7 separate regions of the Mus musculus genome follow, and regions 1, 2, 3, 5, 6 and 7 are each linked to region 4. The links are chromatin contacts, called in public HiCAR-type and promoter capture Hi-C maps. All regions are on one chromosome and are shown on one strand. Each heading gives the region's core, a stretch centred on a gene start, on an enhancer-like site or on the middle of the called end of the contact. The rest is flanking DNA. Distances are from core to core; before and after follow the strand shown. Region 1 holds the start of Naa20 (N(alpha)-acetyltransferase 20, NatB catalytic subunit). Region 2 holds the start of Nanp (N-acetylneuraminic acid phosphatase). Region 3 holds the start of Insm1 (insulinoma-associated 1). Region 4 holds the start of Nxt1 (NTF2-related export protein 1). Region 5 overlaps Gm52533 (a long non-coding RNA gene). Region 6 holds the start of Snph (syntaphilin). Region 7 overlaps Ralgapa2 (Ral GTPase activating protein, alpha subunit 2 (catalytic)).

The links. Promoter capture Hi-C pulls out the DNA fragments that hold promoters and counts their contacts. HiCAR-type assays count read pairs that join an accessible place to other places.
Region 1: a contact with region 4 is called in a promoter capture Hi-C map of pre-B cells, with 3 times the contacts expected there. The contact joins the promoter of Naa20 here to the promoter of Nxt1 in region 4. A contact is called at or near these places in 4 of 39 promoter capture datasets (cranial neural crest, hippocampal neurons, liver and 1 more), 4 of 484 Hi-C or Micro-C datasets (CD4 T cells, CD8 T cells, the G1E-ER4 cell line and 1 more), 2 of 115 datasets of contacts at active chromatin or transcription factors (astrocytes and embryonic forebrain) and 1 of 9 other capture datasets (adipose tissue).
Region 2: a promoter capture Hi-C map of pre-B cells shows a contact between it and region 4, with 4 times the contacts expected there. The contact joins the promoter of Nanp here to the promoter of Nxt1 in region 4. A contact is called at or near these places in 6 of 39 promoter capture datasets (the C10 cell line, cranial neural crest, hippocampal neurons and 2 more), 3 of 115 datasets of contacts at active chromatin or transcription factors (astrocytes, embryonic forebrain and embryonic stem cells) and 1 of 9 other capture datasets (liver).
Region 3: a promoter capture Hi-C map of pre-B cells shows a contact between it and region 4, with 5 times the contacts expected there. The contact joins the promoter of Insm1 here to the promoter of Nxt1 in region 4. A contact is called at or near these places in 3 of 39 promoter capture datasets (cranial neural crest, pre-B cells and stem cell-derived epiblast-like cells) and 1 of 115 datasets of contacts at active chromatin or transcription factors (astrocytes).
Region 5: a contact with region 4 is called in a HiCAR-type map of astrocytes, with 6 times the contacts expected there. The contact joins the enhancer-like site here to the promoter of Nxt1 in region 4. A contact is called at or near these places in 8 of 39 promoter capture datasets (the HPC-7 cell line, cranial neural crest, hippocampal neurons and 4 more), 3 of 115 datasets of contacts at active chromatin or transcription factors (astrocytes, embryonic forebrain and epiblast stem cells) and 1 of 9 other capture datasets (pancreatic islet).
Region 6: a promoter capture Hi-C map of cranial neural crest shows a contact between it and region 4. The contact joins the promoter of Snph here to the promoter of Nxt1 in region 4.
Region 7: a promoter capture Hi-C map of liver shows a contact between it and region 4, with 2.7 times the contacts expected there. The contact joins the enhancer-like site here to the promoter of Nxt1 in region 4. A contact is called at or near these places in 5 of 39 promoter capture datasets (the 3T3-L1 cell line, hippocampal neurons, liver and 2 more).

Annotation. Positions count from the first base shown.
Region 1 is chr2:145,901,835-145,904,534 of GRCm38.p6, reverse strand. It overlaps Naa20 (N(alpha)-acetyltransferase 20, NatB catalytic subunit), which reads right to left and starts at 1,294. Exons shown (of 6, transcript NM_001141965.1): 1 at 1,173-1,294. The coding sequence starts at 1,225.
Region 2 is chr2:151,038,124-151,040,998 of GRCm38.p6, reverse strand. It overlaps Nanp (N-acetylneuraminic acid phosphatase), which reads left to right and starts at 1,620. Exons shown (of 2, transcript NM_026086.2): 1 at 1,620-1,762. The coding sequence starts at 1,673.
Region 3 is chr2:146,220,609-146,223,308 of GRCm38.p6, reverse strand. Insm1 (insulinoma-associated 1) reads right to left here and starts at 1,312. Exons shown (of 1, transcript NM_016889.3): 1 at 1-1,312. The coding sequence starts at 1,043.
Region 4 is chr2:148,671,104-148,673,908 of GRCm38.p6, reverse strand. It overlaps Nxt1 (NTF2-related export protein 1), which reads right to left and starts at 1,294. Exons shown (of 2, transcript NM_019761.6): 1 at 1,074-1,294.
Region 5 is chr2:151,521,271-151,524,022 of GRCm38.p6, reverse strand. Gm52533 (a long non-coding RNA gene) reads right to left here. Exons shown (of 2, transcript XR_003953956.1): 2 at 1-62. Among named protein-coding and RNA genes, the nearest start is that of Gm52533, 4.1 kb to the right of the region's middle. Within about 2 kb of position 1,317, at least 2 of the 459 cell types and tissues checked have an H3K27ac peak or open chromatin away from gene starts, as enhancers often do. A contact at or near this core is called in astrocytes, where this site is marked.
Region 6 is chr2:151,631,327-151,634,204 of GRCm38.p6, reverse strand. It overlaps Snph (syntaphilin), which reads left to right and starts at 1,612. Exons shown (of 6, transcript NM_198214.3): 1 at 1,612-1,749; 2 at 1,951-2,057.
Region 7 is chr2:146,309,111-146,311,901 of GRCm38.p6, reverse strand. The region is part of intron 38 of Ralgapa2 (Ral GTPase activating protein, alpha subunit 2 (catalytic)); the gene reads left to right. Among named protein-coding and RNA genes, the nearest start is that of A930019D19Rik, 51 kb to the right of the region's middle. Within about 2 kb of position 1,386, at least 41 of the 459 cell types and tissues checked have an H3K27ac peak or open chromatin away from gene starts, as enhancers often do. A contact at or near this core is called in liver, where this site is marked.

The DNA.
Region 1 (2,700 bases), core at 45-2,544, 2.8 Mb after region 4:
GACCAATTTTTTAACAACCACCAGGGCCAGTCTCCACCTACTCCACGTCAGGGTTCTGTGTGTGCAATCCCTTCCCTCACCCAGAAACTGAGGACATCAGCACATGACAGAATTTGTGAAGATTTAAGGGCCTATTATTACATGAGCGCCTGCCACAAGTACTAAAATGCACAGAGGATTCAACACAAGCGGGACCTAACCGAAATCTCACAAGATCGGATCTGAACCAATTAAACACGATAATTAAACCTGGCTTCACCTGAAGCAAAGGCCTACCCTGCTTCACACTCCATTTTCCTGCAGCCTTCTCCAGAGTTTCCTCCTTGCCAAATTTCCTTCATCAAGGTTCATCCCCTCTTTGAAATGTCCATCATCCCAGAGTTTCTTCCCTTCTGTTACCTAAACCTTCCGGTCCATACTTCTTACTACGTTATATCAAGCAAATAACCGAGGTCATGTGTCTACAGGAGTTCGCGGTGAAATGCTGAGCTTTTTAAATGGTCATAATTTGGATTCCAAACTAAATTTTTTTTTCTTTTTAAAAAGCGAGAAGGGGAGAACGGCAAATCACGGGTTTTTAAATTTTGGACTGAAAAGAAACCACACAGCACCGGGGAGTCTTCAGTACATTGGATCCCCAACCAAAAAAAAAAAAATGTAGTCTAGCTGGGTGTGGTGGGGCATGCCTTTAATCCCAGCACTAGTAAGACAGGAAGACATATCTGTGAGGTTTAGGCCAGCCTCGTCTACAGAGAGTTCCTGGAGCCCAGGGATACGAAATGAACCCTGTCTTTTTTTTTTTTTTTTTTTTTTTTTTAAGAGAAAAAGAAAAAAACCCAAGGCAGTCTACTTTGGGCGCTCCGCTACTGTAACTACCAAGCACAAACCACAACTTGCTGAGAGGGCCCGGAGCATCGCAAGGTTACTTCACTGGGATACAATTTAACCAGGACCGCGCTCCTTCCCCGCCCTCCCTCCGCAGTGAGGCCGCCTCAGGGAGCGGGCGCGGGGTGTCCAGCCCGGCTCCGCATCATCCCGGGCGCACCGGGAGCGCCGCGCCTCGGCCAAGGTCACCGGTCAGCGCGCCCGCGCAGCGTCCACCCGGCCCACGGCCCCGCGAGGCTGACCCCGTCCCGCGCCGCGAAGACAGAGGCCGGCCGTGCCTCACTCACATGTTGTTGAAGCGGAACAGGTCGTCGCAGGTGAAGGCCCGGAGCGTGGTCATTGCGCCGCCGCCAGCCTCCAACCCGCTCGGCGCGACCCCGCGCCCGCACTACCGGAAGTACTCGCGCCCGCGGCCGCCATGGGGTGGGACAAAGAACTACTTCCGGACCAGAGGTTGCTGGGCAACAAGAGTAGCGTCGTAGCTCTCTCTGGCGGCTGAAATCAGCAATTGCCTTAATGATCCGCGCCCCGCAGACCCTTTCCAAAAAGTAGGCAGAGTAGTAACAAGGAGAAAGAAGCTGGAGTCAGAGAGCCAAATCGTAAAAGCAAGCTTCAAAACTACAAAGATGCTTCACAGGGTGAGTTAGGAAGTGATCCCTAAAAGGATGGCTCAGGGCCTCTTCTCTCAACCACTGTCATGAACCAGGGATGTGACCTTAAATTTTCTAGCACATTAAAATTATTTAGAAGAAAGGAAGGAAAGAAGGAAGGAAAGGAGGGAGAGAGGGAGGGAGAGAAAGAGAGAGAGAGGAAGAAAAAGAAAGGAAGGAAGGAAGAACAGAAAGAAAGAAAGAAAGAAAGAAAGAGAGAGAGAGAGAGAGAGAGAGAAAGAGAAAGAAAGAAAGAAAGAAAGAAAGAAAGAAAGAAAGAAAGATTATCTGTATAAAAAATGTGAATATCTTATCTTATTTTGGCAATAAGACTTTGAAATCTGGTCCATATATTTGCAGTTTATTTTAATCCGAGAGAAAAATGATCAGAACTATTTGTTTTCGATGCTGATTTTAATAAATGTGTGATTAAAGAGCAGATCAAGCCAGGAATAGTGCCTTACACCTGTAATCCCAGTAGTAAGGAGACAGAGACAAGAGGCTGTTAGTGAGCCTCGAAAACCCTGGTCTATATAGTGAGTTCCAGGCCAGTCAAGGACACATAGTGTGACCGTCTCAAATACATGCATACAAGATGATAGAGCTATCAAAGTAATCCAAACATGTTTCCAAATAACCAAATGAAACATTATCTCATGTCTAAGTTGAAAGTTAACCATTAGGAATTACATTCTTTCATCTGGCCTGCTACATTTTAAGCACCAGCCCAGCGTCTCCACGGCATAGACCCAGTGACTGAGGAGACTATGTACTGTCGGGCTGTGAAGCTGCCTTCCCCTCTTCTCCTTACCAGCAGTTGGGGTGGTCCTGGAGAACATGCTGCTGAGCTCAAACCAATCCAACTCAGCGAGATGCCTACATTACAGCAGACTCACATCCCCAACTCCTTTGGGACTCAGTTGCTCCGCAGGTGTCTTGGGAATTCCTTGGCCAAACCTGAGGGCCAGGTGTGGTGGAGAAGAAAGCAAATGGTTGAAAGAGCAGGTAGTCCCAGTGGCTCCTCGCCAAGCTTTGTCTCTAAGCCTGATGAAGTAAATTATACAATGAATAATTGTAAACATGGGTATGACAGGCCCGAAAGTATATATATAACTGCTACTATGGTAGAAAGGTGGAGTTTGACACCATGAGTTCAGCTTCTACC
Region 2 (2,875 bases), core at 371-2,870, 2.4 Mb before region 4:
CTTTTTTTTTTTTTTTTTTTTTTTCTGTACAGAGCTAAGCATCTTAGTCTTTAGTCAAGTTATACAACTCTGTCACTGTCAGGCAAAAGCAGAAGTATACTACATAGACTCAAGGATGCTGCATTCCAATTATTAAACACCCAAAAGGAGTTAAGTTTATCTCAAAACACAGGAAGTTTTACAGCCAAGCAAAGGTGGGCCAACAAGTTCCTTATGAACACAATACAGCTCAAAGTTAAATTTGTAGCCAATGAAAAGACAAGAACAATATGACTGGCTGAAGTCAGCCTTTACCTTACATAGTTTTGGCGGTTTGGGCCTGACTGGCTGGAGGCCCAGCCATTTTTTCACAATTTGTATATATTACCCAGGTAGGGTACAGTTCACTATGAACAGAAGCCACTTGGAGCCAGTATCATTCAAGTATAGACAAAGATCTTAGTTGAAGTTAATTCAAGCCAGATGTGGTGGTACTTGGGAGAACTAGCACTTGGGAGACAGAGGGAGGCAAATCACTCTGAATTTGAGGCCAGCATGGTCTACACAGCTAGCTCCAGGCCAATCAGTTACTCAATGTGACACTGTCTCAAAACAAACAAACAAACAACAAAAACTGAAACTATAGACAATTAAATTTAATCAATTCTCACATGTTATGAAATACTTTCTCATTTTCTCTGAATAACTTACAATGTAAGAACCAATCCTAATTCGAAAGCTCAGAACCAGGTCTGTGGCATTGGCTGACCCAATAAGTTCCAGGTTAGTGAAAGTGACTCCAAATTTCATCAATAAAAAAGGATTAGAGGTTGATTTCAACCAACAGAAGGCAAACCTTGTTACTTATCTTGTGGGGTTCTTAACAGACAGTCTCGGTTCCTTGCTAGAAATTACAGAAAACCATGCAATTAATAGGCACACAAGACTTGGGCTGCAGAGTTTCAGAAAAATGAGTAAAGATGGAGGGAAAGGAGCTGGAGAAATGGTTCACTGGTTAAGAACTCATACTGCTCTTGTAGAGGACCCAAGTTCCCAGCACCCACAGTGGGCAGCTCACAGCCGCCGCAACTGCAGCTCCAGGACGACCTCGTCTGTCCTCTGCAGGCACTCACGTACACAGAAACACAAATACACATTTTTAAGAACAACCATTCGGCAGACACTGCAGAGACTCCCATTTCTCTTCAGTTCTTCTAAGCATCTTTCAAAGGATGTTCAGATGAAGGCTCTAGTTCCTACAAGGCTGTGGGCAAGAAGTGAAGCGCTAAAGTCACCGGGCAGCTAGGTTCCGAGGTTGGTGGGCACACTCTCCTGCCCCATCTCCTGATGGAGACTGTGCGGTCACCATAGAAAGACAGGCCAGCCAAGGGTCTGGAGAGTTTCTCCAGTACGGCTCGGATGTCCTTCTCAGCCCTAAGCAAGCCCACCAAGCCATTAACGGAGAGGACCATCCACCCACACACAGCAGTAAGCCTTGATAACACTCATCCACCTCTCGTGCACGCGCACCCTATAAAATTTAGTGTCCGAATCTCGCGCGATCTTGCCACGGAGACCCCGGAGCTTTGGAAGGGTCAGGTGACCTCCGAGACTCCGCCCAGGTGTTCCTGACCGCCTTGCGCATGCGCGGCGCGGCAGAAGCGGCTCGCGCGCTGCTTGGGTTGCCGAGGCTATGGGGCTGAGTCGGGTCCGCGCGGTCTTCTTTGACCTGGACAACACACTCATCGACACGGCCGGGGCGAGCAGGAGAGGCATGTTGGAGGTAACGTCCCCGCGCCGTCGCCCTCCCCTGCCGGGCCAGCACTCCGCTCCGCACCCTCAGTCCCCCCGCTGCGTGCCCGTGGAGCTTCTTTCCCGCGCGTGGGGCCGGGTGCTGGACTCTGAACTGCCACGACTGCAGAGTCGCCGCCACCTGCGGTCACCCGGGCTCGGACGGCGCGGGACGAGACCCCTCGCCCTCCTCTTGCTGCAGCCCCGCGCGAGATGGGCTGCGGTGGGTTTTGGGGAAGAGGCTCAGACAAGGCTTTGGCCCAGGAAGTTATATAACTCTGAGAGGCGGGCCTGGACTTAACCTACATCATAGCATTTTTTTTTTCCCTGCAGGCCTCCCTGTGGCCTTCCGGGCTTTCTGGTGCTGAGACCCTCGGCACATAAAATGCTGAGGGGGCAGTCTTTTAGTGAGGCATTGCTGATCTGCACCCTCCTAGCTATAGCTACAGATGCTGTCGGACATCTTCCTTTTCCAGTCCTGCTCTTAACCCACCCCTACTTTCCATCCCCTGCCTTCAGCTTCAAGGAGAAACCGAAGGAGTATCAGATGTGGAAAGCCCACTTACAAAAAAATGCCTGCCCTTTCAATACTAAGGGTCTTATGCGTCTTCAGGTAGTTTTTTGTTTATCTGGATCTTAAACCTTCCACATTTCTTGCTGCATTGCACCCACAGTTTGTTCGTGTCGGTCTTTAAAATTTTTTAACCCTACATCTCTCTTGGACTGTGCTTTTCTGCACAGCTATGTTTTAAGGAAAATTGCCACCCGTTGTCTCCATCAGGGCTCTCTTCTCTGTATTTCCAAATCCACTCACTGGGACGTAGCTTCTGTCTCTGCCACAAGAATACAATAGGCTTGCCAAGTGGTTAGGTGGCTCCCAAAGTGCCAACGTCACTAGGTATTTTGAATTGGGGTGTGCATGTGCGTGTGCGTGTGCGTGTGTGTGTGTTATTTTCTTGGTTCTGAGGTTTGAGCCTACCTCCTCGCCATCCGAGACAGGTTCTCCCCTGAGCTACTTCTCCCCACACTTGGAATCAGTCTTAACTGAAGATTTCCACGCTGTCGATTGCCCCGTGCATTGTGACACCCTCACACGTTACATACT
Region 3 (2,700 bases), core at 63-2,562, 2.5 Mb after region 4:
GCAGCCTCGCGCGCCTCCGCCCTGGTGGCGGCTTCTGGCTCTGGCGCGCGGGCCGCCGCGGGCACCGGCCGTGGTTTGTGCCAGCGGCGGTGCGAGGCCAGGTTGGCCGGGCAGCTGAAGACCTTGGCGCACTCTGGGCAGCGGTACTCCACGCGCACGATGCGCGAGCACTTGTGCTGCGCCAGCGCGAACGGGTCAGCGTACTCCTCCTTGCACAGCTGGCAGATGAACTCGCCCAGGGGTCGGGTCGCGCCCCCCGCGCGACCCCGCGGCGCCTCCACCGGGCCCTCCTTGATCTTGAGCCCCAGAACCGGCGACGTGGTCACCTCGTCCTCGAAGTGCAGCTTGCGGATGGCCTTCGGCTTTTTGGCGCTCGGGGCCTTGGCTGCCTTGGCGGGCGGCTCTGTAGCGACAGCGGCGGGGGGCGCCGGTCGCTTGCCCGGGGGCCGCAGGGCCGCGGCGGGGGACAGTGGAGGACCGGTCCCAGGACCCCGGGCCGCCTCGGCGCCGGCGGAGAACGCAGTGCCCATCTTGAGCTCGGCGGGAGCGAAGAGCAGCGCGTCTCCGCCGCAGGTGCCGCCGCCGCCGCCGCCAGCGCCGTTGGCGCCGCTGCCTCCCCCTGCGAGCAGCGCGGCGGGCGTGGGGAAGGACTCAGCGGACACCGGCGAGCCCAGGTTGAAGCTGCGCTCGAAGTACTTGTGCTTCTCGTGCTCGCGGCTCACCGGCCGCGTGGGACTGTAGAGAGGCGCCGGGTGCGCAGCCTCGGGGTTGCCGAAGTGCGCGGCCCGCGGGCCTGGCGGGGGTGGCGGCGGCGGGCCTGGCGCGCAGGCGAGCGCGGCGGCGAGCGCAGCATGGGCGCGCTCCGCGAGCGCCGGCGGCGGAGGTGGCGGCAGCGGCCCGGGGCTGGGCACCGGGGGCTCGGCGCGGGCGCCCCCGCAGCCGGGTGACAGCAGCAGCGCCCGGTCACTGTCCTCGCCGCCGCGGACCCGGTAGGACACGGGCGTGGACTTCTTGCTGCGCTTCACCAGAAACCCGCGGGGCATGTTGGCGCGGTGAAAAGGGCGACGCACTGGTTGGGTCCCACCTCCGTGCTCGGCCCTGGCGGCCCTCAGTGACCCCAGCCCATCGCCTGCACGCGGCGGCTTCGGGACTCCCGCAGTGCCCGCGGCTGCTGGCCCGGCTCTGCGCTCCGCACGCGCGTCCCTGTCCCCGGGCCCGGGCGCCGCTCCCTTTTAACGGGGGGAGGGGGCCATTGTTCTCGCCTCCCGCTTCCCCCAGAGCCAATCAGAGCGTCCGCAGCTCCTCCGCCGACGAGGGCGGGAGGGCGACGGAGCGGCAAAAAAGGGGCCGGGACTCGAGGGTCGCCCGGTAGGTGCGGCAGATGTACCTGAGGGCGCGGGGCCCCAGCGCGCGCCCCTCGGCCGCCCCGCCCCGCCCCGCCCCGCCGCGCCCGGCGCCGCCGCCCCGCCTGGCCCAGGCACACGCCCGGCCCCGCCTCCCTTCACGGTCTGCTGCTCCTCTATGGGGAGGCGCACGTGCCTGGGCTTTGTGTGTCTCCTCCGGGGGGCGCGGAGCCGCCAAATGGGCCCGTCCATCAGCACGACAATGTGCGCCCCCCTCCCGCGCGAGGATTACCCGCGGGTCGCGAGCTAAATAGCAACAAAGGAGAAGAATGGCCCCAAATATGTCAGGAGGGTTCAATCCGCGAGCCGGAGCCCAGGGGGAAATTGGGCGCGCTGATGGGGTGGGGGCAGGGGCGACCCGAGGGCCGCGGCTGCTGCGGGAGAAGGGCGCGGGAGCTCCGCGCGTCGTATGGAAAATCATCGGCAAGGGGAACGCGCAACTCAACTCCGGACAGCCAGTGGCCCGACCGTGCTCTGGCCGCGGGAACCCGGGCTTCAGAGAGTAAACACGTTGAGCCAGCGGGCTTCGGCGGAGCGCCGGGTCTGGGCTCACGGGCTCAACCTGCCGGCGGGCCTCGAAAGCTTCTCTCGAGTTGGAGAAACTGTTGGCATAGCACGTTTTCGATCGCCCTCGGATGCGAGGCTGCATCCCTGGCCTGCTGGCTGGCTTCCAAAAGGAACTTGAATATCTGAAGTTACGTTCCTTTCCCTAATATGCCTGAAGCCGGAGGATTGGCATCTTTGCCAGGGTCGGACCCAGGCTTCAGGAGCCTCCTCGCTGTCCAGGGCGTAGGCAACGCCTGTGGAGTTGACCCAAGTGGGCCACGCACGGTGAAGTTGGTTTTCACCCTCTGCGCAGCCTCATGCATTTTCATTCTGAGCGGGCATTTTGTCTGTGGGTTGACATCAGATGCTAAATCAAGGGCTCCAATCAAGGCGCTGCGGAATAAAGCAACCGCCTGTCTGGGCGCGGGGGCCCCCCCCCCCCGGAGTCGTGCCCCCTTCACCTTTGTGAAGGAAATTAACCTCCCGCTATTGAGCGCGGGTCGCGGCCAATCTGGACGCAAAAGAGACGCGTGCTGCCGGGGGTGTGGGGAGGTGGGGGTGGCCAATCTGTCCTCAGAGGGAGCCTGCAGCCTGAGAGGACCAGCCGCTTCCTCCCGTGCCACTGGCAAGAGACAACAACGAAGGACACCCCTGGTACACACACGCCACACTAGACGCCAGATTTGGACCCAGACCCGGCAACTTGTCTAGGGATCTCTTCCCTGCTAATGGCTGAGAAAACACAGAAGGT
Region 4 (2,805 bases), core at 45-2,544:
CATGACATCCGCCTCTGCCTTTTGTGCTGGGAATAAAGGTGTGCACGACCATGCCTGGGCCAACATTTTTTTTTTTTTGGTTTTTCGAGACAGGGTTTCTCTGTGTAGCCCTGGCTGTCCCGGAACTCACTTTGTAGACCAGGCTGGCCTCGAACTCAGAAATCCGCCTGCCTCTGCCTCCCAAGTGCTGGGATTCAAGGCGTGCGCCACCATGCCCGGTTTCATTTTTTTAAGCTTATCAGTTTATGAACGATGGATTCCACACAGAGCAAGGAGGAAGCTGGCCCTATAGATGAATTCGGAGCCAGCTTGATACTGCTCTTGCCACTCTCTCACCAAGGTCCTCCGACTCAACAATCAATCTGAAGTGCTGTTTGCTTAGTAGTTTAGGTACATTCCCTCAATCATCATTGCACAAGTCACTGTAACAACTTTACAAAAAGAGTTACAAACTTACTTGCTTCATTCTACGGAAGCAAGGGAGTCAGAGCTATGCTTACTAAGTTCCAGGATTTTTTTGAAAGCAGTTCTATATGAAAACAGCTCTAGGGATGCTGGCTTAACAATGTTCTCCAAGGTAACCATATTTCTCTGTCCAACCACCTCATCCCCACTTCTTTAGGCCACAATGCTTCGCCCTAACATTGGTCACGCCCCCAAAGATGATCACCCCTATTTCTGGTCCTCAGCTACCCACAGAACCCGGTCATCTTTCTCTCTTAAGGAGAGAGCAGTACGACCGAAACATAGTAGAGTGAGAGTCAGAAAGATGCTCCACTCCCATGGTTCATACTGTAGTTTCCTGGAGTTGGACCTCAGAAACGGCAGCCGTGCCCCGGGCCTCATTTCCAGCTGGGAGTCGCTTCTTACATCCCCCGGCCCCAAACTGCTGCTCTCCTCCGGGTATGGCAAACTCACCGCCACGGTTCTGCACATAAAAAAGCCTGATGCCAGGTTGCAGAGACACCACGTGGAGGAAAGGACAACATCCATGTCTTATTGAGCCTAAGAAAAGGGAAGAGGTCCCTGGTGCCGCGGCGTTGCCAGACGGCCAGGCAGGAGCGCTCACTTACCTGCTCGATCTCGGTCAGCGCCGCCAAGGCGACTCGGTCCCGGGTTCCGCCCCGGTCGCGGTCCCGGGCCAGAAGAGTTTCTCTCCTGTTCTCCTCTTCCTCCCAGAGGCTCCGCCTGAGAAGCCGACGTCCAGGAGGCGAGGAACGGTTAAGCGCCGGTAGTGGCTTCCCGCGCGCCGCAAGCTGCAATGTGCGCAGGCGCTAGCATCCCGGTTCCCGTCGACTCCCGCCTCCCCGCGACGGGCAGCTACGCGAGCCAGTAGAAAACTTGGCTCCGCCCAGGTGTGGCGGCAAAGACAGTGTAGGTTCCGGGTTAGGCACTATCCTAGAAGATCCGGTTGAGGGAGCTCTGATTGGATGTTGTGGAGAGGGTGGAGTCAACGCGCTTAGCTGTGGAAGGCTTGGTTAATAAGAGATATCTGTCTTTGCTAGATCTGGCTCCCTTCTTCTGTGTGTGTTGGGATGATATCTTGTGGAGACTCGTGAAGCTTCAACGTGGAGCTTCACTGGTTGATGCTAACTAGGGAGACAACAGCATGGCTTCAATAAGGCTCTGGACTGAACCCAGCACATAGACACCCGTAGTGTAGGAACCCGGTGGAAGGCTAAATCTGAGAGTCTGTGGAAGTCCTTGTGGTCAAATATGGTCAAATATCTTAGCTGAGCGCACCCTTCCTAAGGTGAAGCTACTTAGAGTTGACAAGCAGATGAACTTATAAGAGAACAAATTTTAGTCTAGTGAGAACTGAGGTCGAAGAGGCGGGCAAGGGGACAATGGTAGTTGACTTTCTATGCAGTGCAAATTGAGTTTCCTGCTGGCTCCAGCTGCGGCGCAGTACCACCTCATTTAAGACACTGAATTTGTTTTAATCTGGAGCTGTCTAGATACCTAGCATAGAAATGGAGCCATTTCGCGTGGGAAATTGGGAAACTGCTTCGTGTATCAAAACCCAAAGAGCTAACTTTGCTGAGACCTGATTCTTTGCTTCATCTGCCCGGCTAGGAGAGCTGTTTGTAAGTGGCTTTGTTCAATTAAGTACTTTAATCTGTATTTTGTTACCAACCTCTCGGCTCCTTTTGCTCATGTTACTAAGGGAACATTTGTTTTTAGATTTAAGAAACGAGAATGGCTGTTCAATATAGGTCACTTCCCACTGGAGTTAAGTGAGTGAAAAGTTTTCATTATTGAAAGAATTAAGTTGGAGTCTGAGTTTCAAGGATGAATAAGTGCCTTTGGAGCAGTAGTTACACAAAAATATGTAGTAAACCTGGGGATAAAGTAGTGGTAGGTCCCAGGACTTTTCCTGAGGGAGAACTTGACCTTTATTCTTTCAGTAGCCCTTGAATTTGGGAGATTAGAGATGCCTCTGATTCTAAAGGACTGGCCACTGACACAGTTGAGCGTATTCGTCAAGGTTCTCTAGAGGATAGAATCTCTCTCTCTCTCTCTCTCTCTCTCTCTCTCTCTCTCTCCCTCTCCCCTTCCTCTCCTCCACCCCTCCCCCCTCTCCCTCTTTCTCTCCCCTTCCCCTCCCCTCTCTCTCTCTTTCTCTCCCCTCCCCCTCCCCCTCCTCCACCATTCCACCACCCCCATATTAGTCAGGGTTCTCCTTGCCTCAATCTCCTGGCATTAAAGGTGTGTACTACCTTGTTTAGCCTAAACTTTTCATGGCCACTATGCCCCAAAATCTCCATGCCAAGATGCAGGTTAGAAACTTGTGTCTTCCAGCCT
Region 5 (2,752 bases), core at 68-2,567, 2.9 Mb before region 4:
AGTGAGGCTGGGGATAGTCAACTTCTTGCCACCCAAGCCTTGAAGACCTGAGGTCCACTCCCCTAGAGAGTATAAAGATAAAAATTTAAAAATTGCTCCTATTCTTAAGTTGTAGATTAAAAAAAACAACAACAACAACCAAGCACAGGTACTAGACGTTGTTGCATGCTTTCTGTGTCTATTGAGAGGATATCATGCCATTTCCCCTGAGGAAACATTAGCATGGTATGTTAGTTACACTGGCAGACCTTGTGTTCAATCACCCTTTCTGTGAGAAAGTCACAGTGCTAATCCTTTTGATAAGTTGCTAGACTTGCTTTCCAGACTTTTTTGTTTGTTTTATTTTTTTGAGACAGGGTTTCTCTGTATAGCTCTGGCTGTCCTGGAACTCAATTTGTAGACCAGGCTGGCCTTGAACTCAGAAATCCACCTGCCTTTGCCTCCGGAGTGCTGGGATTAAAGGCGTGCGCCACCACGCCCCGTACTTTCCAGATATTTTGTGGAGAAATTTTGGAATCTATGTTTGTGAGGGATATTGGCCTGTTTCTGGGCACTTACCTATTGTCTGGTTTGGACATCACTATATTAGTCTCATACAAAGTGCTAGGAATTATTATTATTAATTCTTTTCTCTATTTGAAAATTATTTTTGCTGAGTTGTAGAGTTTTGTTTTTGTTTTTGTTTTTTTTTTACATCTTTTGGCTACTGTGTCCTTGAATCAGACTTGATTTGCAAATGTTTTCTCATATTCTATAACTTCAATTTTCTTTTTAAGTTTTTAAAAAATCATTATGTGTATGGGTGATTTGCCTTCATGAATGTCTGTGCACCACCTGTATAACTAGTGTCTATGGGGGCCAGGAGAGGGTATCAGATCTCCTGGAGTTAGAGTTACAGTTGTGAGCTGCTATGTGGATGCTGGGAATTGAGCCCAGATCCTTGGGAAGCGCAGCCAGTTTTCTCAGCCACTAAGCCAGTTGCTAAGTAGCCAGTAGCCCTTGGTTTTCTTTTTAAAGTCCTTCACACAAACATTTTAAATCTTATGTTTGCTTTGTATATTCCTTCTGTTGCTCATGCCTTTGGTGTCATAGGCAGTCTATTTCCCGCCCCCTCAAGTTCATACATTTTTCTGTGTTCTCCAACTTCTAAGTATAATATAGTTTTGGTCACATGGCTGTATATATAATACCTCACTTTTGTCCCCATTGTCAACCTGTGACGTTGGTATCTCCACTTTGCAGAAGAGAAGGCCAAAGGGCTGTGTGACTTGCCTAGATTCTTGAAGCTAAGGGGCAATGCTGAGATTATTGGCAGTCTGCCCCGAGTCCATTCCCATAGCTTCTTAAGAGCTAAGTGAGCAGAGCCCAGGAGCAAATGTCTCTCAGCTGGGAGTGATGACTGTTTTCTTTCAATCCTTTAGCTGTCTTACAGATTATATTTTATACGTGATGTGATGAGAAAATCTACTTTAATGTAGAGTTGTAGCAGCTGGATTTCCTAAAATTATATGATAGTTGATCATGAGTCTCTTTAAAGATAAATGTTTTAGAAAAACGTATTTAAAAGATGGCTCAGTGGGTAAAGATATCTACCACCAAGCCTAACTTGGTAAGTTCAGACGCTGTACCCAGAGACTGCAAGAGAACAGACTTCCCAAGTTGTACTTTGACCTTCACAAACAAGTCATGGCATGCATGTACCTGTGTGCATGTGTGTTCATGCACATGTGCACACAAGAAGTAATGTAATTCTAAAATTGAAATGTGAAAACGTACATTCTTATATGAGCCATTCTGTATGTCCGGACGGATAGCTAAACAAGAATGAGAACTGCAGTTTGGATCTTTGGCATCCATGTATATGCTGGTGGGCATGGCAGCCTGGCTGTAATCCTAGCACCTGGGAGGCAGATATAGGAGACTCCCAGAGGAAGTGTCCTACCTAGAAACTAGCCTAATCAGTGATCTGTGTTGAAGTGAGAGATCCCACATCAATATAGAAGGTAGGAAGCAACTAAGCTAGATACTTGATGTCAACCTTTACACACAACAGTCATTCACAAAAGAAGGTAAAACTGAAGGAAAGAAACAAGATAGATCCAGGAAGCAACATTTTAAAAGGAATACTATTTGCTCATATAGCTGATGAGTTATTTTTAGTTGTCAACTTTGACACAATCTAGAATTATCTGCGAAGACAGCAGTTTGGGTGACGGTCTAGACCAGTTGGCCTAGTTGCATGTCCGTGAGTAATTGTGAGAGGACCTACCCACTGTGGGTGACACCATTCCAGTGGCAGGCGCTCCTGAACTGTGTGAGAGTGGAGTAAGTGAGTTGTGTGCAAGCATGCACACACTCATTTGCTCTGTTCTGCTTCTTGACTATGGATGTGGTGTGAATAGTGTCTCTGGCTCATGCGGTTGTGCCTTCCTCACAAGGATGGACTGTAACCTGGAAATGTGAGCTAAAAGAAACCCTTTCTCCCTTAAGCTGCCTCTGTCAGAGTACATTTTTAGATTTTAAAATTTACTTTATGTGCATGAGTGCTCCTTCTACTTGTATATGTACCACATGCTTGCCTGGTAACTATGGAAACCAAAAGAGAACACTGGATCCACTGGAACTGAGTGCTGGGAATTAAACCTAGATCCCTGCAAGAGCACCCCGAGACCTTAACTACTGAGCCATCTCTCTAGTCCTTTGTTAGAGTATTTTTGTTACAGCAACAGAAAATCAAACTAAGACACCTGAG
Region 6 (2,878 bases), core at 363-2,862, 3.0 Mb before region 4:
TTGCTGGGGAGGTGGCTCAGCCACTCCAGTGCCTTCCAGTGAGCATGGGAATCTAAACAGCCAGGTAAAGAAGCCAGGCAGGGCCACACTAGTGTAGTGAATCAGGGAGTGAGCTCCAGCCAGGCTCATTGAGAGACCTTGTCTCAAAAACGAAAGTGGTGAGTGGTTTTAAAAAGGACCTCTGGTGTACATACATATACCCACCCATCCACACAACCTCTGGTGTGCACACACACCCACACACATACAAGCTCCGGGGTACACACCTACACCCACACAAACACACGTTTATGTGTACATACAGCAAGAACAAGCGACTGAAGGAAGAGGAGGTCGGTGCGCTCTGTAGGTTGACTGGAAAAGGTCTATTACTTTTCTCAGGACCTTGACCAAATCTCTGACAGAAGGAAACTTTAAAAGGGAAGGACTATTTTGGCTGTAGTTTGAGGGAAATATAGTTTATCATGTCAGAGGAGACATGGCAGAAAGCTTATGGTCGCGTTGTGTCCTCAGTCAGGAAGCAAAGCGATGAATGTTCCTACGCAATGAGTTTTCTCTTTTCACCCTATCCAGTCCGGGCCCTAGCTCACGTCCAAAGTGGGCCTTTCTTCTTTCCTTAGGGAAATCTCTTTGCAAACACCCTCACAGACATATTCAAACATATGTTTCCGAGTCGACTGTAAATTCAGTCAAGTTGACAATGGCAGATGACCTCCCTGAGATAGCAGTGTCTGAGCAGAGACTTTGAGGAGTCCAAGGAGCAAACTGGACGTCTCGGTTGTTCCAAACCCATGAACTAGCAAATAAAAGCTGGGGGTAGAGGCCCAGCAAGGAAGAATTTAAGAGCAAAAGAGCAAAATGAGTGGCGGGCAAAGTCATGTGAGAGGACACCAGCGAGTTGAGCTAGAATAAGAGCAAGACAGCAAGGTGAAAACTTCCCAGAAGGTAGTGAGCAAAGGCCCAGCTGACCAGAAAGGGCTGCTTCAAGAAGGGAGCCCCTTCCTACTGCACCCAGTGGGGCAGGCAAGAAACCAGGCCAGCAAGTTAACTTATGGCGGCCAGAAATGGGAGCGCTAGAAATCCAGCTTCCTGGACTTTGTGGTCCCTTGAGCCCTTTGATGTCAGGTAAAAGGCAGGAGACAAACCCACAATAAGGATTAATTCGCTTTTTATTGCCCAACTTTCCAGCTTACTGTTTTAATACTGCAAAGGATAACATTTCTTAAATACCTTCGGGATTTTAAGATTTTTTTTTTTTTTTTAAGGCAAGAGCTGTTCGCATTAAATAACTCCTGACATTCACAAATTGGTTTAGGGGGTCAAAAATGTTTCTAAAGGCGTCCAGATAATACTACTACTTAATGTGTGCCAAGGGGTGAGATACTGAGGCCCAGAAGCTGAAGGGATAGATACCCTTTGAAGTCCTTCCCATCCCCCACCTCTGAGCAACAGCTAGTTGGAGGTAATAAAGGACCCCATGCATGCTTGTTGATGTCTTGGCTCCAGGGCTCTCAGAGCGAAACCAACTATCTCTTTAAGAAGGAAAGTGAAGACGGGAGGCTTACGCAGCTGCCGGCGAGCTGCCGACTGGCTCATCCCCCTCCATCCACCTCTCCTTCCCCGCCCTCCACCTCTCCCTCCCCGCAGCCCCAGCCCCAGCAAGCACCCGCTAGCCACCTTCAGCTGGGGCTCGGGAGAGCAATCCGGCTGCCCTCCTGGGGGCAGCCCAAACCATGGAAGCCTTCGCAGGTGATGACAAGGACCCCGGGGACCTCCGGGCCCACCGCCCAGCCTCACCCGCCGCACCCAGGAGTGCAACTGCGGGGGTGCGGGGCGCCGGCCAAGCACAGGAGCTGCCCTAGCCCGCGGCGGGCAGCGTGTCCTCCGAGCTTGCGGGCTGCGGCCACCGGCGCTCACCCGCCTCTGTCTCTCTCTTCCCCACCGCCGCAGGTTGCTGATCACCGCCAGGCGGCTGCTGCAGCGACTGCAGAGGCGCTGCGCCAAGCGGCGCGGGAGTCGTGCGAGCCGGCCGGACTGCGGAGGGCGAGTGGACCCAGGTGAGGAGGCCACGGCGGAGCGGGAGGGGGCCTCCGTGGCTCCGCGGCCGCCAGGGTCAGTTTGAGACCGCTTGCGGTGGCGCGATCCCGCAGAGGTACCAGGCGAGGAGGGGATTAACGTGACTCATCCCTAGCCTCCCTCCATTCCCCCACATCCTCGTAAGCACCCCTCTCCCTAGCGTGAAATTTACTAATTAATTAGAGGATGCTGTTTTCAGTAGGGAAGACGCCCAAGGTCTTTGACATCTAGTAGATGGGTTTTAGGGAACTAACCCCTCGCCCTTCTTGTTTGTTTTTCTCTTCTGGCATTCTGCAAACATGTGAGCTTCTCTTTGGAACCGCACAGCACACCCACCACAAGGTCAAGTGCCTGTGACTGCCTTCCTATCTTGCCCACTGATAAACATCAGAGCCTTACAGTAGATCTGGCAGAATTTCCCATGATCCCTAGAGTGAGAAATTTGCCTCAGTCTCCCTGGAGCTTCCAGGGTATCTGTTGTTTTCTCTTTCCACTCCCTAGCAGGGAGCCAGACGGCTTGCAACACCTGCCAGCCTCTAAACTCCCCACATTCCCTTGCTTCAACGCTGCAGGGGTGGCGAGGCTGGTCACATGCTGCTTGTTGCCTTGGCCTTCTCTGCCCACCTGGGGGTACTTGGGTGGGCTGGAGGAGTTTCCCAGAAAATGCTGGTCTCTGCAAGTCAAGGGGTGTAAGGAAGTGAGATAGGCTGAGGTTCTGGGCCTTAACTTGCTGGTTGGCTCCAAGTAGCCATCTTACTATTTTCTGGGGTGTGGGTGTCTGTTTGCTTGTCTGTTCAGTGCA
Region 7 (2,791 bases), core at 137-2,636, 2.4 Mb after region 4:
TTTGTTGTTAAGCAAGGAATAAGTGATAGTAAGGGAAACCTGGGTCACCTGTAATCTCTTTCCTGCTGTGGCAGTTTGCAGAGCAACTGATTGGCTGTTTCAAGGGGGTAGCACAACTCAGAGAGGGTATGATAGGGCCCTGTGGTTGTCCATGGCTCTGTGGCCATTCACTGCTGCTTTCTTTCTGCATTCAGTGCAAGTTAGGCTTTGGTAGAAGAGAAGAGTGTAACCTCTCGGCTTTTATGAAATCTTGGTCGGTCACTGAGGACACAGTTCTCCTGGCCAGCTGTTCTGGCCATGTGGCCCTGAAAGCCCTGCCTGTAACCCATCCTGAAATCCCCAGAACATGTTGAGGAACTTTGGCTCCAAATGTCAGGCATTGATAGATGTTGTTTGGTTTTTTGGGTTTTTTCCCCCCAAAGCCTGGCAGTATATCCCTTGACAAAGCTGTATTGGTATGAACCCAGGCTTGTTAAGGAAGGAAGCAGCCTGGGTGTGCTGCCCTAGAAGAAAACTTCACTTCAAGACCAAATATCAGAGAAAAAAATTACTGCTCCCTGCTTCCTTGAGATACAGGTCACTGAGCTGAACAATAACAAAAAATTTCCTTGTCATCCAGACCTTTTTATATAACCACCCTACGTCCCTGTTTTGCTTCTACTATTTAGATTACAATTGTGAAATAGAACATTGACAAGCTACTCTGTTCTTATCGGTGTCCCACACTTTCTAGGCCATTCTATGAACAACAGTCATGTTGTTCATACCTTCGTAAATCCTTTACCTGGGGCCACTTGGTTTTTTTTGTGTAGTGACTGTATGCTGGCCCATGTTGAGCTGATGACACCCGAAGCAGACAGCCAGTGAAATTACTTAGTTATCTCTGCCTCTCCAGTCCTTCCCCAGGTGGCCGATGTTTCACTTCCTTAGAATAAACTTGATTAGGATCCAGTTTCATGTAAATTTTAACTAAAAGTAAAAATGTGAACAGTTAAGTATCAATCTGACTCTGTAATGTTTTTTTTTTTTTAATTCCCTTCTGATTAACTGGGGATTGGAAGTACTGCCAAAAAAAAAAATTGTCTTTGGGGGGCTTTTTGTTTTGTTTTGTTTTTTAGCAGTAGATCTAGCTTTGGGTCAAAAGAGTTCTTGTGTACAGTTCTCTTGGCTAATGATCAAACAGTTGGAACTGTGTGGCAGAGGCACATAGAAGACTGAAAAATATCATTGTCTCCCATAACTTAAAAAACAAAAAATGTGCCCACAGTAGGACTGTATATGGAAAGCGCCCTCTAATGGCTCAGCCCAGCCCTCCTGTGCCTTCCTGTAACCTCCACAGTGAGCTGAATCAGATCTGTCAAGCATGCTTCCGTCCCGTGGCCACTGCACGGCTGAATAGTGAGAGCCAACACACCTACCATCTGCCTCTTCCATCGCTCGCAGGGCCTGCTCCTCTGCCTAGAGCACAGTAAATGGGAAGCTTGCCACATGTTATGTTTACAGTTCCCAAGCCAGCTAAACATTCCAAAATGAAACTGTGGGCTGCTGATAGAAGTTCCTATAAGCATTTGAGCCAAGGGCTTTCATTCTCCTCCTCAGAGAACTTGTCTCAGGGAAAAGGTTCCCTTGCCATATGCAATGTGCCCATTAGGAGGAGTTCACCCCAAATCAAGCAGATGGTGGCTTTCTAGAATAAATGTCCACTTCAGTAGAACAATAGTCTCCGTTTCATTTGCTATCTCTACTCTGGAACTATCCATATTTGATGGAGAGAGTCAGTGTGCCTAAGAAAAAGTAGTTTTATGCCTTGTTCTGTCACAAGTGAAATTAGCTTTCATTGTTAGCTAACAGGTACATGAACATATGGTAATACTAGAGCCTCTCTTAGATATGTGAGCTTAATAGCATTCCTAGATTCTGCTCCTAATGTACACAGCTTCAAAAATGACCCTTCCCTTTAAAGTTCTAACAACCCAAGTTCTTTCTTCTCCAGTGGGATCCTGAGCTTTTCTTCCAGGACAGACCTTTGATTTCTTCTGCCCATCTCCCCTCACTGTAGGAAGGAAATCAAGCCATACCATGTGTTCTGTTTCACCATGCACAACCAATTATGCATGTGTCAGCATTTGCAGCCTTCCTGCCATGTGCCAGGCACCATCCTAACCACTCAGAATATAAATGTGAATAAGATATTCCAAGGGAGAGAGGACACTGTTTGCTTATGGACTAGGCTATGAAAGCCCATTACATTTGAGAATGACAGATGCTTCCATATGGCAGAGCGTAGGATAGGCACATGCAGAAACAGGCACACAGCAAAGACAGAGGCAGCGAGAGCCTGCACAGAGCTGTGGGAGGAGTTCTGTCTGGGAGAGAACAGGCAGGGCCTGGTCTGTAGCAGTGGCAAGGGGACAAGTTGGAACCTATGCAGGGGTTGGGCTGATCCAATGTATACCCATAGACAAAGTTCTGTGAAACTGTGAAAGAGTAGGTTTTGAAGGAAGAGGTAGCCATAGAGACATAAGAAAAGGGAAGCCCAAGGAGAGAGAGAGAGGAAACATTGCTTTCAGCAAACTGGCCACACAAGATGTATACTAGTAGTTGGCTTCGTCTATCACTGAGGCCAATAGTCTCAGGTCTATGCTGAAGGTGGTGGGTTTGTACTAGAGTTTGTATATAGAAGGAGAAAACTGGGTGTAAGAGGACTGAAAACTGAGTTACCAAAAAGGGAAAAGTTAAGACATATCTCCGAAAAGAAGGAAGACACTTGTGGGTGGGATCGAGTGCTTAT